Linked DNA regions of Zea mays: region 1 is linked to region 2. The links are chromatin contacts, called in public Hi-C maps. All regions are on one chromosome and are shown on one strand. Each heading gives the region's core, a stretch centred on a gene start, on an enhancer-like site or on the middle of the called end of the contact. The rest is flanking DNA. Distances are from core to core; before and after follow the strand shown. Region 1 holds the start of LOC103636504. Region 2 holds the start of LOC103637535.

Evidence for each region. Hi-C and Micro-C count contacts between places; a contact is called where the count stands out from the background.
Region 1: a contact with region 2 is called in a Hi-C map of ear, with 1.5 times the contacts expected there. The contact joins the promoter of LOC103636504 here to the promoter of LOC103637535 in region 2. A contact is called at or near these places in 3 of 25 Hi-C or Micro-C datasets (ear, endosperm and leaf).

Annotation. Positions count from the first base shown.
Region 1 is chr8:175,001,140-175,007,601 of Zm-B73-REFERENCE-NAM-5.0, forward strand. LOC103636504 reads right to left here and starts at 1,303. Exons shown (of 4, transcript NM_001365402.1): 1 at 604-1,303; 2 at 174-506; 3 at 1-57. The coding sequence starts at 1,041.
Region 2 is chr8:174,859,860-174,866,135 of Zm-B73-REFERENCE-NAM-5.0, forward strand. It overlaps LOC103637535, which reads right to left and starts at 3,640. Exons shown (of 5, transcript XM_020543238.1): 1 at 3,593-3,640; 2 at 3,449-3,512; 3 at 2,867-3,365. The coding sequence starts at 3,640. It overlaps LOC103636503 (ultraviolet-B receptor UVR8), which reads right to left. Exons shown (of 11, transcript XM_008658845.3): 10 at 5,817-5,860; 11 at 5,383-5,729. The coding sequence ends at 5,607.

The DNA of each region.
Region 1 (6,462 bases), core at 53-2,552, 140 kb after region 2:
GTAAATGACGCGGCCGCCCGCCGCCTTGATGCGCGCCAGCTCGTCAGGCCGGTCAGGCTGAACGAATCAGGAAGTTGAGCACGTCAGGCTCACGGACAGGCGACGAAGACGCGGGGAGGGGACAGGGGAGGAGGCGCAGCGCCCTCAGCCCCGTGATGCACGAGTATACAGACCTTGTGGTCGACGGACAGCGGAACGGGGACGCCGGCGCGGGATAGGACGGCGCGGGAGTCGCCGGCGTTGGCGACGACAACGTGGGTGGGGCTGACGACGGCGACCACGGCGGTGGACCCCACGTGATCGCAACGCAAGGGCTTCTGCTGCTCGCACCTGCAGGAGGGCTCGTCGCGGCTGCGGCTGGTCGCCCAGCTGGCGGCCTGCTCGTCCAGTCGCGCGAAGCTCCTCTCCATCACGGCCTTCCACGCCGTCTCTTCGCCAGAACAATCTGCCTTCCTGTGCTCGTCCGCGACCACCTCGTGCATCATGTTCTGGCACATGGTTGCTACCTACAGCAAAAGCGCGAAACTGCGATCAGCATACAGAACTCCGCAAAAGGGATTTAAACTCCTAGATGCGCGCGCGTCGTGTACGAGTATGGCGTACGTGGGAGCAGCCGTGGCCGTCGAAGACGCCGAAGAAGTGCTGTTTGCTGGTGCCGGGCACAAAGTCCGGCCTAACGGAGACCGTGTCCTCCATCTCGCGGCGTCGGCCGCAGACGGAGGTGACCCCGTACCTGGGCAACCGCTCCGGTAGGGCAGGCCTGTCGGAGTCCGAGCCCGAGCCTGAGCCCGCGTCGGGGCAGGTGCTGGACAGCGTGCGCGCCAGCCTCTGCCGCTTGGCGGCGCGGACGTCCTCCGCGACCGGCGCCTCGGGATCGCCCGCGACGCGGAACCTCCTCATCTCCAACCTGCGTCGCCTCCTCTCTAACGCCGAGGAGGCCACTGCCACGGCGGCGGCCGCAGCGGCCGTGGCGGAGACTGAAGCCGCAGCCACGGCGGTCGCCGGCGTGGACTTGGCTTCTTCGCAGCAGATCTCGGCCATTGGAGGCGAGAGCAAGCGGCTGCCTCCCAGAAAGGCGCGTACAGGCGCGTCTGGCAAAGCCAAAGGCCTCTCTAGATTAACCCTCGGATATTGGCGAGAGGCCTAAACGAAGCACGCTACGCTTCCCACGCGAAGCAACGCAGGCGACGCCCTCCTCCTCCACTCCGTCCCCCGGAAATGGATGCAATGGCAAAATAGCAGCAGCAGGACAGCAGCGCGGGCGCGAGGCGAAACGAGCACGAATGCTTCGTGGGGGCAGTACAAGAGAGGCGAGGCGAGGCGGGCAGGGGCAGCCGGGCAGGGGGGCCGTCGCCGTCACGGGCAGCGCCTCGACACGTACAGCTGTTGCGACGTGCTCCTGGTCCGGCGCACCGGGGCCGTCCGTCCCGGCAGGATCCGGACGCGTGCCGGTATCTTGCTCAGCGCGATCGACACGTGGTGTGCATCGGCCACCGAGGCGGGCGAGGTGCGGGCCCACGAGGAAGTTTGATGGTGTGTTTATCGCCTAATCCCTGTGCTGCACACACGTGGCGCTCCTGGGGTGGGTGGGGCAGTCCGCCTCGGCAGCTGATTTATTGATGCCTACTATTGCGGTCCCCACCACATGGGTTCTGTCTCTCGGGCTGCCCAGAAAAATATCCGGACTCCACAGTAGTACGTACTCTTCCCTACCGCTCTTTGTTCAGGATTCGATGACATGTGGGGACTGGCTGAAGCGTCGCCCACCTGCCAGCGAGAAAGAGAGTCTCAGGGCGGGAGCACGAGGGAACGGGTGTAGTGATGGAGAAGGGACACGTGGTTGGGGCGGTCGCAATCAGTGGGAAGGTGGTCGGTCGCGGTACCGGTGGACACGTGTACAGGGCTTGCGTGGGGGGAGGCGGGCCGGCGAGCGGTGGTTGGGCGCTGGCGTGGCCACGATGGGGGCGAGGGGAGGTGAACCTGGGAAAAAGCGAGGCGCACGCAGATAGGAGCCACGCCGTGCAGAGATGAGAGAACTGCCGCTGCAAGATGCAGGGGGCGCGGCCGGCCGCGGCTGACAGTCCGGTGTGCGGTGTGCCGCACGTTGCGGGCTTGCTGGTGCCTGCCAGTGCCGAGCGGCGGTGGCCCGGTGCACTGCATGCGGGCAGGCGCCGAATGGGGGGCAGCTGGTGCATGCTGAGTCACCGCTCGTCGGCTCGGTTCGGTATGGGGGAAACTCGGGCCGGCGCGCACTTCCACGGCGCCGCGAACACGCGTCATTTTGGTTGGTAACCGTACACAGTAGCTCGGCGCATGTACGTACTACCAGGTACGTACTGGTAATAGAGTGGTCGCTGCAGCAGGTAGTACCTGCGGTCTGTCAGTGAAGTGGTAAAGCAGCCTGTGTAAGGGCTGCAACCACAGTGATCGCCATTCTTTTCGTGCTCGCTTCGGATTTGCTATGATATGGCAAGCATGACAATGAAAGCGGGTGAAATCAGATCAGCCGGCTATGTTTGAAGAGTCTATTATTCACCACGATACATATGGTTTGAGATAGATTATATATAAATTAGTTTAATTTACGCCTCAATTGTCTTTAACTCATGTGTATTTGGATGAATAATAGAGTATCCAAATAAGCTCTCAATGCGCGTCGATAAAATTACTCTCATTTCATTATCGGGTGCGGGACTGTTGTGTAGATGCACCACGTATGCGAGTATATGTCGTAGCGCGTTACCTGTTTATGATGCCCGTTTGCAAGTCGTACAAGTCAATTTCTTGGTGGCGTCTCTGGCGTGGTAAACGTTTCCTCGCTCTTTCAGGCTTGCACGCAGAGAACTAAAAAACACACCTACTCCGTCATGCATGTATACAGTATACTCCTACATGCAATCGATGCCACTCTGCTTGAAAGAAACAACTGCCATCATGCGGCAACGGCGTGACGTGTGGACAAAGGGGACGAACGCTGGAGAAGAATTTTGGCCTGAAAAGAACATGGCTGACGCCCTTGAAAATCACTATCAGTGGCGAACTGACGATGCAGGACTGCCTTACCTCTTGCTTTCTCTACTAGGAACTCTGTTTAGTTTCCGATCCATAGAGGAAAACACCGCCCTTATGCTTGTGCCTTCATTTCTGATGGACAACTGGAACCAAACGTATGAGCAAACATCTCGCTGAGTGCTACCCAACCTCTTTTCTCATTCTCCACATATTGGCATGTCTTTATCTCAATCAGTTTCTCAATTCTAAGAGCTAATTTGGAAATCCCATTTTTCCAAGAAATTTCTATTTTAAGATAGCACGAATATATTGTCTCTCGGTTTCCAAAACCACGACACCGCTATTCTAAGATAGCATTATGTGTTTACGAGGATGCTATAAAGCAAAAGTAGATATCCACACTTGAACATTAAATTATTAGAGAGAAATTCTAATGCAAAACGTGAGGACTAAACCCAGGAGGAAAAGACAGAGAAAAACAAAACAAAGAAAGAATATGGTACAAAAGAGAAAGAAAGAAAGAAAAAAGAGCACATTAAGCACCAAATTTCAATTTTTATGTGGATCATCTATTTCTCAAACGAGACGGACAGAGCTGCCCACGATATTAAAAATAAGAAAGTTAAATATAGATGGGTACTGTACAGGCACAACTGAAGCATAGAACAAAACTAAACAACAATGAAGCTCAAGACCTCAGCCTTAAAAGTAAAATAAAAATCTCAGTTCAATCAAGATGAAAGAGACGAGAAAGCTGTTTTGCTTCCGTTGTGATCAAAAGCCTGCCTCATACTGTATTTAATGTTGTGCATAACGCTATAGTTTGTGGATTCAGTCTGCTTAACTATATAACATGTTGTTTCTCTCCTTCCATACCTGAGTGACGAGTATTGTCAAGGATCAAAGCCTCCCTTGCTCGTGCTTTGAACTCAAAATGGATTTGATAGTATTGAGTTTTTGCATACACTTTGAGAAGAAAAAAAAACGAGAAAGCAAATGTCCTGCTGAAATTGGGATTGTCAAGAGCATTAGTCCCATCAGAGGTCTTTCTATATCTCCATCAGGCCTTGTTCGGTTAATCCCTTTATCTATGCATTGGACGGGATTCGAAAAAATTATGAAGAAATTTAACTTGCTTTGGATTTAAACCCACCCAATCTCACTCAATCCACATGGATTAAGAGCTAACCGAACAAGCCTTAAGTTGAGTCACCTTGCAGGTTAGATCCCAAGTTCCCCAGCATCGGCCCGCCCAAGGTTATGGTCATCGACTCGAATTGACATACTCCCTTTATTCAGTCCCTCCAAGACAAGACACTGCCACCAATTAAAACAGGTATTCCATCTCTAAGGACAGGGCATGTACAATGAGTGTCTTAAGTTGTGTCTTGGAGTGTGTTTAGTGGGATGATTGTAAAAAAACTCAAGACATGTATCTTGACGAAGACACTGTGTCTTAGCTTTATGTTCGAGACAAGAGACCAGCTGATTGATCACTTTAATTTATTGAATACTCTGATTAGTACAATAAATATGGTAAGACATATGTTTTAGACATGACCACTGTATTATGTTATGTTTTAGTTGTGTCTTATACTTGGAGTACCGTGCAGCAGTGTTTAGGTTGTACATGCCCTAATGCAAGGCCAAAACTTATGCAATGATTAATGACGAGGTATATAGAAAGAGTGCCTCGTGAATTGTAATGAGATGTGCGTTGACCAGTGAGGGAAAGCATCAATTACTCGAAGACATTCATTCCGACATTTGTGGTAATCATGTACGAGCTAGGACAATTATGTGAAAGACTTTTTGACAAGTAGTATCCAGTGCAAAGGATATTGTGCGTGGCCATCAGTAGTACCCTCAACAGATTAACAAGAATTTTTTATAAGGCAGATTAACAAAATACTAAAAAGAATTGGATATATACAAGCCTAGCCCATGATTTATGGGCGTCAAGATGCATACAGCAATGACCTAACGGGCTAATGGCTTTTGTAAAACGGCCTGTACAGAATATTAGGCCCATTGGTTCTACTTGTTCCGGCGAAGCAACACTGTTGGCCCATAAAAGCGGCAAAACAGGGAGTTCTTTGCATGCAATGCAAAGCGGACATCGCGATCCGTAGATAGTTGGGCCAATTCCCTGTATGCCACTGGAAAATATACTCATTCCTTGTATGCCACTGGCCCCACATGTCATAGACACCAAAAAATATACCTATATGCCACTCAGTGGCACACAAGGGATGAGTATAAAATCTGATGGCATACCAGGAATTTTCTGTAGATAGTTTGCGCGGGCCGACAGTGGAAAAAGGAAACGTCTGACCTGACGGATCCGTAGATAGATCCGTCGCTTTCTCACACTCTGCTGTCTGCTCTCAACTCTGAACGTCCACTCGTCTTGGACCTGCGACGGCAACGTCCCCGCTCCTCACACTTCCCGCTGCACAGCCCTCACTCGTTTTTGAGTGACTCCGTGTGCATGTCAGTCCGCGCGGCTCCGATCAGCGCACCATCGACACACAAGGACGCTTTTCAATTTCGTTTTCTCGGCTTCTGGTTACCCCTTCAGATGTGGCAAAGAGGACGACCAGATCGAAATCATTGGGAGTGCTGCTGGGTGCGGGGACACGCGCAAACTCTGTTTTAACCTGGAGCGCAACGACCCGGCCTTGAGTCTCTATCTTTACTCCATACTCGCCAGTATTCTCCTCCGTTAGTATAACTGAAATAAAGAAGTGATAAAAGTTGTAATTAATATGGTTTAGGCATTTGTAGTCAACTCTTGAGGGATCAGAGACTAAAAAAGTTTAGTACCTGTTTTAGTTTCAATGTTTGATAATTTAGGGAGTAAAGGTGACTAAAATGGAAGGACTAATCTTTAGTCCATCAAACCAAACGAGAACTAGATTCTAAGTTTTAGTCACTCTATTTTAATACATTTTATGTCCTAAATTGCTAAATATGTCCGCATTTGACAATTTATAGACAAATAAAATAAAATGTAGAGACTACAAATTAGTCTCTAGAAACCCAATATAATCCGTAACAATTTGGTATACAATTTAGGATATAGAAATAAAAATAACATTTAAAATTATATATTTAACATTTAAGTTCATAAGTGCATAATTAGAATACAAATATAATATGAAATAGTAAAAAAAACATCAGGCACAAAATACATTGATGGTGTCAATATTTTTTCTGGACCTTCATGGACTCGTGGTCCGTTGGGCCAATTTAGGGTATGACAGAATGCACCTGGACCATCCAGTGGCTACGCTCCTGCGGTCCTGCCTCTAACCACTACAGTTTAGGTTGGTATGTGTTAATTGTTATATAATAAAGTTCTATAAAGAAACTACATATATAATAATATATAGAAACCACAAGCAGGCTGACAAGTAATGTGAAACCGGGACTATAATGCGTACTTTC
Region 2 (6,276 bases), core at 2,390-4,889:
CGTGGCCGAGGGATGGGTGCCCGCTTGGCCCACGGGATTGCGGTATTTTTCTCCATGTGCCGGAACATTTCTGTGGATGTACATGAGCTGACAAGGCATCAGCGGGAGACTGACGACAATCTTCGTCGTCAAGCTTCCACCATGGGTATGCCCTTTGCCCCTCGCTCGCCTGACGTGCCTCTCCATCCTCCTCCCCCGGAGATCAATGAGTGGCACCAGCAGGCCTACGAGGTGCCCTTTATGTCAGCAGAAGACGAAGAAGAAGAAACCTACTTCGATGATCACGAGCAGTTTGCCCCGCCTCCCTACTATGGGGATCCGGGTCAATCATCCTCTCACCCTCCGCCCCAGGATCCTTCTGGAAGTGCTCCTCCCCTGGATCAGTCTGGTGAAGAACACTTCGCATCTCACCTGGCACACCACTTCTTTGCTCCTCATCAGCCTCCTCCAAACTGGTGATTTTTTTGTGTTGGTGGCTCTCTCCTCTTTTGGTTCTTGTTGCCAAAAAGGGGGAGAAGGTTTTTTATCGTGGCAGTCTGTTTATGTAACGAACATCGGTTTGTAATAATTATTAGTCTATCTTGTGATGCATGCATGGCTCTGAAGCCATAAACTTTTTATGATGTGATGCGATGTAATATCATTATTGTAATAGCAGTAGTAAACTTTTCATATCATATGCTATGCAATAATGAGATTGTATGTGTAATTTTACTCTTTCTATCATCACAATCTAATTATGTTTCATCCCTCATTGTTTTGTGTATGGTGTTGATTGTTCACTCTCTCTAAATATGTTGCAAATTGACATATCAAGTCAATGTTAATATCATAAAACTCATGCACATATTTAGGGGGAGCTACACATACACAAATGCTTTTATCTTGCAAGTACTCGTAATTTTTAATTTTTATCTCTACTCTAGTTTGTTTTGGCATCAATCACCAAAAAGGGGGAGATTGTAAGTGCAATCAACCCTAATTGAGGGTTTTGGTGATTAAATGACAAAACAAACAGAGATTCTAACAAGTTTGCTCCTAGCATGTACACAGTAATTCTACAGACAGGAGAAGCACAGATCTTACAAGCATAAAAATAGAAAGCACAGCAGATTTAAAATTCCATATCAAATAGCGTGCTCCAAGTGCTTTGAAACAACGACAATACTCATTTTATAATTCTTGAGTTATAGGAATCGCCGTACAATTAAGAGGGATCCGCAATGGTTAAGTAAGTTATGCAATGAGCTAAGTTCAAAACCTTTTGAAAACATCTTTGAGAACATTTTTCCAGATCATGAATGCCCTTGAGAAAGACCAATTTTACTTCCCACAAAAACACCACTTTTGTCCTCCTCAAAACACTCAAAATTTGGTTTCAGCCCTAAAAACCGGTTCAACCGGTCCTGAAACCGGTTCAACCGGTTTTGGGACTATTCCTCTGCCACCCCTGCTCTGACCTGTCTGACAGTCAGAGCTGTCAGAAAAAGTCGTTGCAGATCTTTTGGGAAAACCGGTTTAACCGGATTTTTCTCTTACTCAACCGGTTTTGAAACCGGTCGAGTCTCCGGCTGAGTAGGTTAGTGAACCGGGATCCCCCTGGTAGAAACCGGTTCAACCGGTCTGAAAACCGGTTCAACCGGTTTTTACTCTTTTTCTCCCAACGGCTGCCAGCTTTTGGGGGATCCTTTATATAACCCCTCACACTCTCTCTCTCATTTACTTCTGCTCCTCCCACGAAATCTTGGTTGACCAAACTCTCAACAAGTGCATTCATTTCACCTTTCACACCCGCAATCACATCTCCTTCAATCGCTTGAAGGATCCTTGGTGTGAGGTGAACTCGATCTAACACGCTGTCATTTTCATCTCGATTCTCCTATTCTCTTTGTTCTTGAGCTCGTTGCAAACTTAACCTTGTGCGGATTTGTTACTCTTGGAACCTTGCGTTCCTTGACGGTTAGAGGTTGCTTGGGAGTCTCCAAATTTGTGGACGACCCCAAGAAGTTTGTATCACCCGCTCTTTGAGCATATTTGAGAAGAGATTGCCTTGACCTTTGTGGTCGGTTTGTGGAGGATTAGGGTTGGAAAAGACCCGGCCCTTTGTGGGCTCCTCAACGAGGAGTAGGACACCTTTGTGGTGGTTGCCGAACCTCGGGTTATATCGCGTGTTCTTGTGTGTTCTTGTTAAGCACTTTAAATTTGTTGGTTGGTTCATATTATCTATTCGAGTAGATCTTGCGTAGGGCAAGTCATTAGCAAAATCTTTCACTACTTCGTAATATTTGTTTATCTAAGTTGAGCAGGTTCAAACTTGTTCAGTTGTGAACAAAATCAACTGAAGCGGATTGCACCAGTGCAACTTTAATTTAACCTTTCTCGAAGTTTTTAGTGAAAAAATTCAGGTGTAGCCTATTCACCCCCCCCCCCCCTCTAGGCTACTTTCAGTAATAGCATAAAACATTGTTCACATTGCAATAACAAGATAATTGAATGATCAAATATTAACACAAGTGCAAGCAGCTAGATGGAGGCAAAGCAGAAGGCAGTGGAACAGTTGGATAAGAGATTGGGGAAGTTGCTACAGTAGGGAATAAAGTTTGTTGTAGTTGGTTTAATTGGTTTGCAATATTCCATACTCATTTAACTATGTATCTGCTCATAAGGCCATGGGTTTAGAAAGGTGAGGCATACCTATGTTTGCACCGAAGCCATCAGTCACACCTTGTCCATCTCTCAGGTAGATGTAATCCTACTGAAATTAGAAAGCAAGTAAATACACAAGTTTTTTTCCAGACTTTACAATTGTTTTTAGAGAGGATGGAAGGGCATATATATATATATATATATATATATATATATATACCTTATCTTCCTCCGAAGCCAAATCAGCCGCACGTTGTGAATTATTAGCTTCAGAAACATCTCTCGATTCAATTCATTCTCGAACACCTCTGCTGCAATGGCCTTCTCCTCATCTGTCAACTCCTCCATAGCTTCAAATATGTGGACACACCTATCCATAGACTCCTCTCCACGACTCTTCTTCTCAAGGAACGCCTCCATAGTCTTATCTGTTTGGTTCTTCTTGTGCTCCAAATAGTCATCCAAAACACTTGCAACTTGACTTTTCTTCCTCTTTTTCCCGCTTCCATGTACTGACGTACCGGAAGGTGGTGACTGAACTTCACAAGCCTCACTACCCACACTTGGTCCAGCAACATTAGTCTCACTGCCCACACTTGGTCGAGCAACATTGATCTCGCTGCCCGCTCTTGGTACATGTTGCACTGGTTCATTAACAGATGCTACATGTAGCATCGGTTCAGTAGAAGTGAAACTCATGTCACCTCTAGCAATGCTCCCTGTAAAAAAAGTCAAAGTATTTCTCCTTAAAAACTCATATCAGTTTAGTAGAAGTCAGAAAGATATGACTTTACCTTCATACAAGGCCTCACAGCTCCTAAACAGAGGAAACCATTCTTGCGATGCTTCTTTAATTTGGGGAATTTCTGTTGAATACAACATATATTTAGTACGAAGGCATGTTTTGGAATGATACTACATTGTCAAAAGAGAGAGAATAACTTACACGTGCACACTTCTCCCACAAATTTGGTTCAGCTGATATCATCCCCATAGTCTCATTCCATCCTACACCACTCTCATTCTTTGCGTTGCTTATGGCCTTGTAGCTTGCTTTCAAATCTTTCTCCTTGTCTTGAAGTTGTTGCTTTGTAAAATGTGCTGAGGGGAATTTCTCATTGAACTTACAAGTGATGCTTCTCCAACCATCTGAGTTCCAACCATTTTGTCCCTTAAATCGGGCATCAACCTTGTGCTCAGTTAATACTTCAATTAAACCCTTCTCATATAAGAAGTTCTAATTCGCCCTAGATGCTTCCTCTGCCATTACTATTTTAAATTACACATAAAAATTAAATTGTGTGCAAGAAGTACATAAATAAGATACAAATATTAGGTGCATCAAGTACATAAATAACGATACAAGTGCTATCACATCAACTAAACATTATGTACAACCCACATCTGCATCGCAATGTCATCCCTTAAATTGTTTCCATCAACAGACTCTGAGCCGGTAGGGTAGTTGACTTCTCCCTCCGGGACATCGACATATTGAGACGGTTCAATGTTGCTTGGGAGGTGATCTAGCCACTCTTCTTGGCCATTATGTTGTTTAATTACATTATGAAAGACAGCTGCTGCCGCTGGAATCTTAACCTGAGACTGAATAGGATTGAAGGTTCCAACTTTTAGAATAGGAAACCTCTTCTTCAAGACACCTATAGCCCTCTCTATATGGTTTCGAAGGATTGCATGGCGATGGTTAAAGAGCTCTTTGTAGTTGGCATAGGAACGTCGACTCCTAAACTCGCTTAAGTGGTACCGAACTCCTCGATAAGGGGCAATGAATGATGTTGTATTTGCATATCCACCATCGACAAGATAAAACTTTCCTTCTGGCACATGGAATCCTCTGCCAAGTGCTGAACGAAGAACCCCAGCATCTGATGCGGATCCTTCCCATCCACACGAAATGAAGGTAAAGTTTAGATCAAAATCGCAAGCTACCATAACATTATGGGATAAAGACCCTTTCCTATTTCTGTATGGAGCGGCCTTGTCTTCTGAAATAGTGATGGAATATGAGTACCGTCTATGGCACCAATGCAATTCTGCATGTTAGGAAAGAGACAATTAGAGGCATAAAAACCTAAGAAGGACCAACAGAGGAGGGAGGTCCGCGCGCCAGCGATGGACAGAAGCCAAAAAGGGTGGAAGCTCACCATATCTGCGTCTTCTTCCTCAGATCCGTGGGTGAGACGGCGGCGGCTGGATCTAGAAGAGGAGGCGAGACAGGGAGTAGCGTCTTCTTTCTCAGCGGTCAACCCTCGAATCCACGTCTTCTTCCTCAGAGGCGGTGGGCGAGGCAGGTGGCGACGGCGGTGGCTGAGGGCTGTGGCGGCTGAATCGAAAGAAGGAGACGAGACGGGAAGTGGAGCTGGAGCCTCGGCGAGTGTTGCGTGTCCGGCCTTCGGAGGCGTGTTTTCTCCACCCGTGAAAACCGGTCCCAGCACAGGTGATACTTTCCCCTCCCGTGGGCTTCCAAACGCCACATAGCTCACACAGGTATTTTCCCACACGGGTACTGGACGACATGGGTTTACCGGTTATGAGGCTCCCAAACGAGCCCTAATGATATCGATGTCAAATCCATCTTCTGTAACGAGGATCACGTCCGTCCGGAGTTAGCAATCACGTAAACCGGTTACCCTGTCTTGCATTGTTGCTTGTGGAAAATTTTCCACTACTAGCAATGGAGCAGCAGCGTAACCTGTCAAGAGTTGTAGATCCCAGTTTCGAGCACAATTTGTCGAGGCAAGCCTATTCAACTGTATACGCAGTGCGATACAAGCTTTCGTCTACGTCGCACAGGTCGAAGAGCGCACCGCAAAGAATGAATACACATATCTGTATGCACTGCCATGTATGTACACGATGAAATGCAGCATCACCGTACCTGCACGAGCCTACAAGTTCCTAACAAAATTGTCAATCTAAGGTAATTTCTTTGTCAGGTTTCAAGCAGGCGACTCCGCGAGCACCAAGGTGTGCCACCAGCCACATGATACGTTTAGCGGGTGGTAAGCGTCCACACGTACACTGCAAGGCACGTTCCTGTCCATTGAGTCGCCAAGGCCAAGCTGCATAAACGACCACAGATTCGATAGACCACAGCTAATTTTACAATCCAATATGTTTATGCAAAAGGTATGTTAAGGGGCACCCACCTGGCCATACTTGTTCCATCCCCAGCAGAATACCTCACCTTCATCTGCAATAGTTGTGTAACCCTTGTCAGATGGAAAAACTTATTGGTAATATAGATAGTTAACCCCTTTCCATTTCTATGGACACATTTTTTTCCACCACCTTAGGGCTTGTTAGTTTTGCTCTCAATCCATGTGGATTGAGTGGGTTTAATTCCCAAACAAGTCTAAATCTTTCATATTTTTTTCTAATCCTATACAATCCATATGGGATAGGAATAAATGAATAAGGCCTTAGTTCTGCCCCTGGTCTACTTCCAGTAAACCTGAGGGATCAGTATGTATCCTTGTGATGCTTCTACCGGTTCAACTTGGCAAGAATAACTTAATGAAATAATCAAAAGAAGAAAAATCTACTCGTGAGTTGCTCAATGATAAATCAGTTCAGTCACTGATTAACACAGAACGTTTTGTTCTCGAT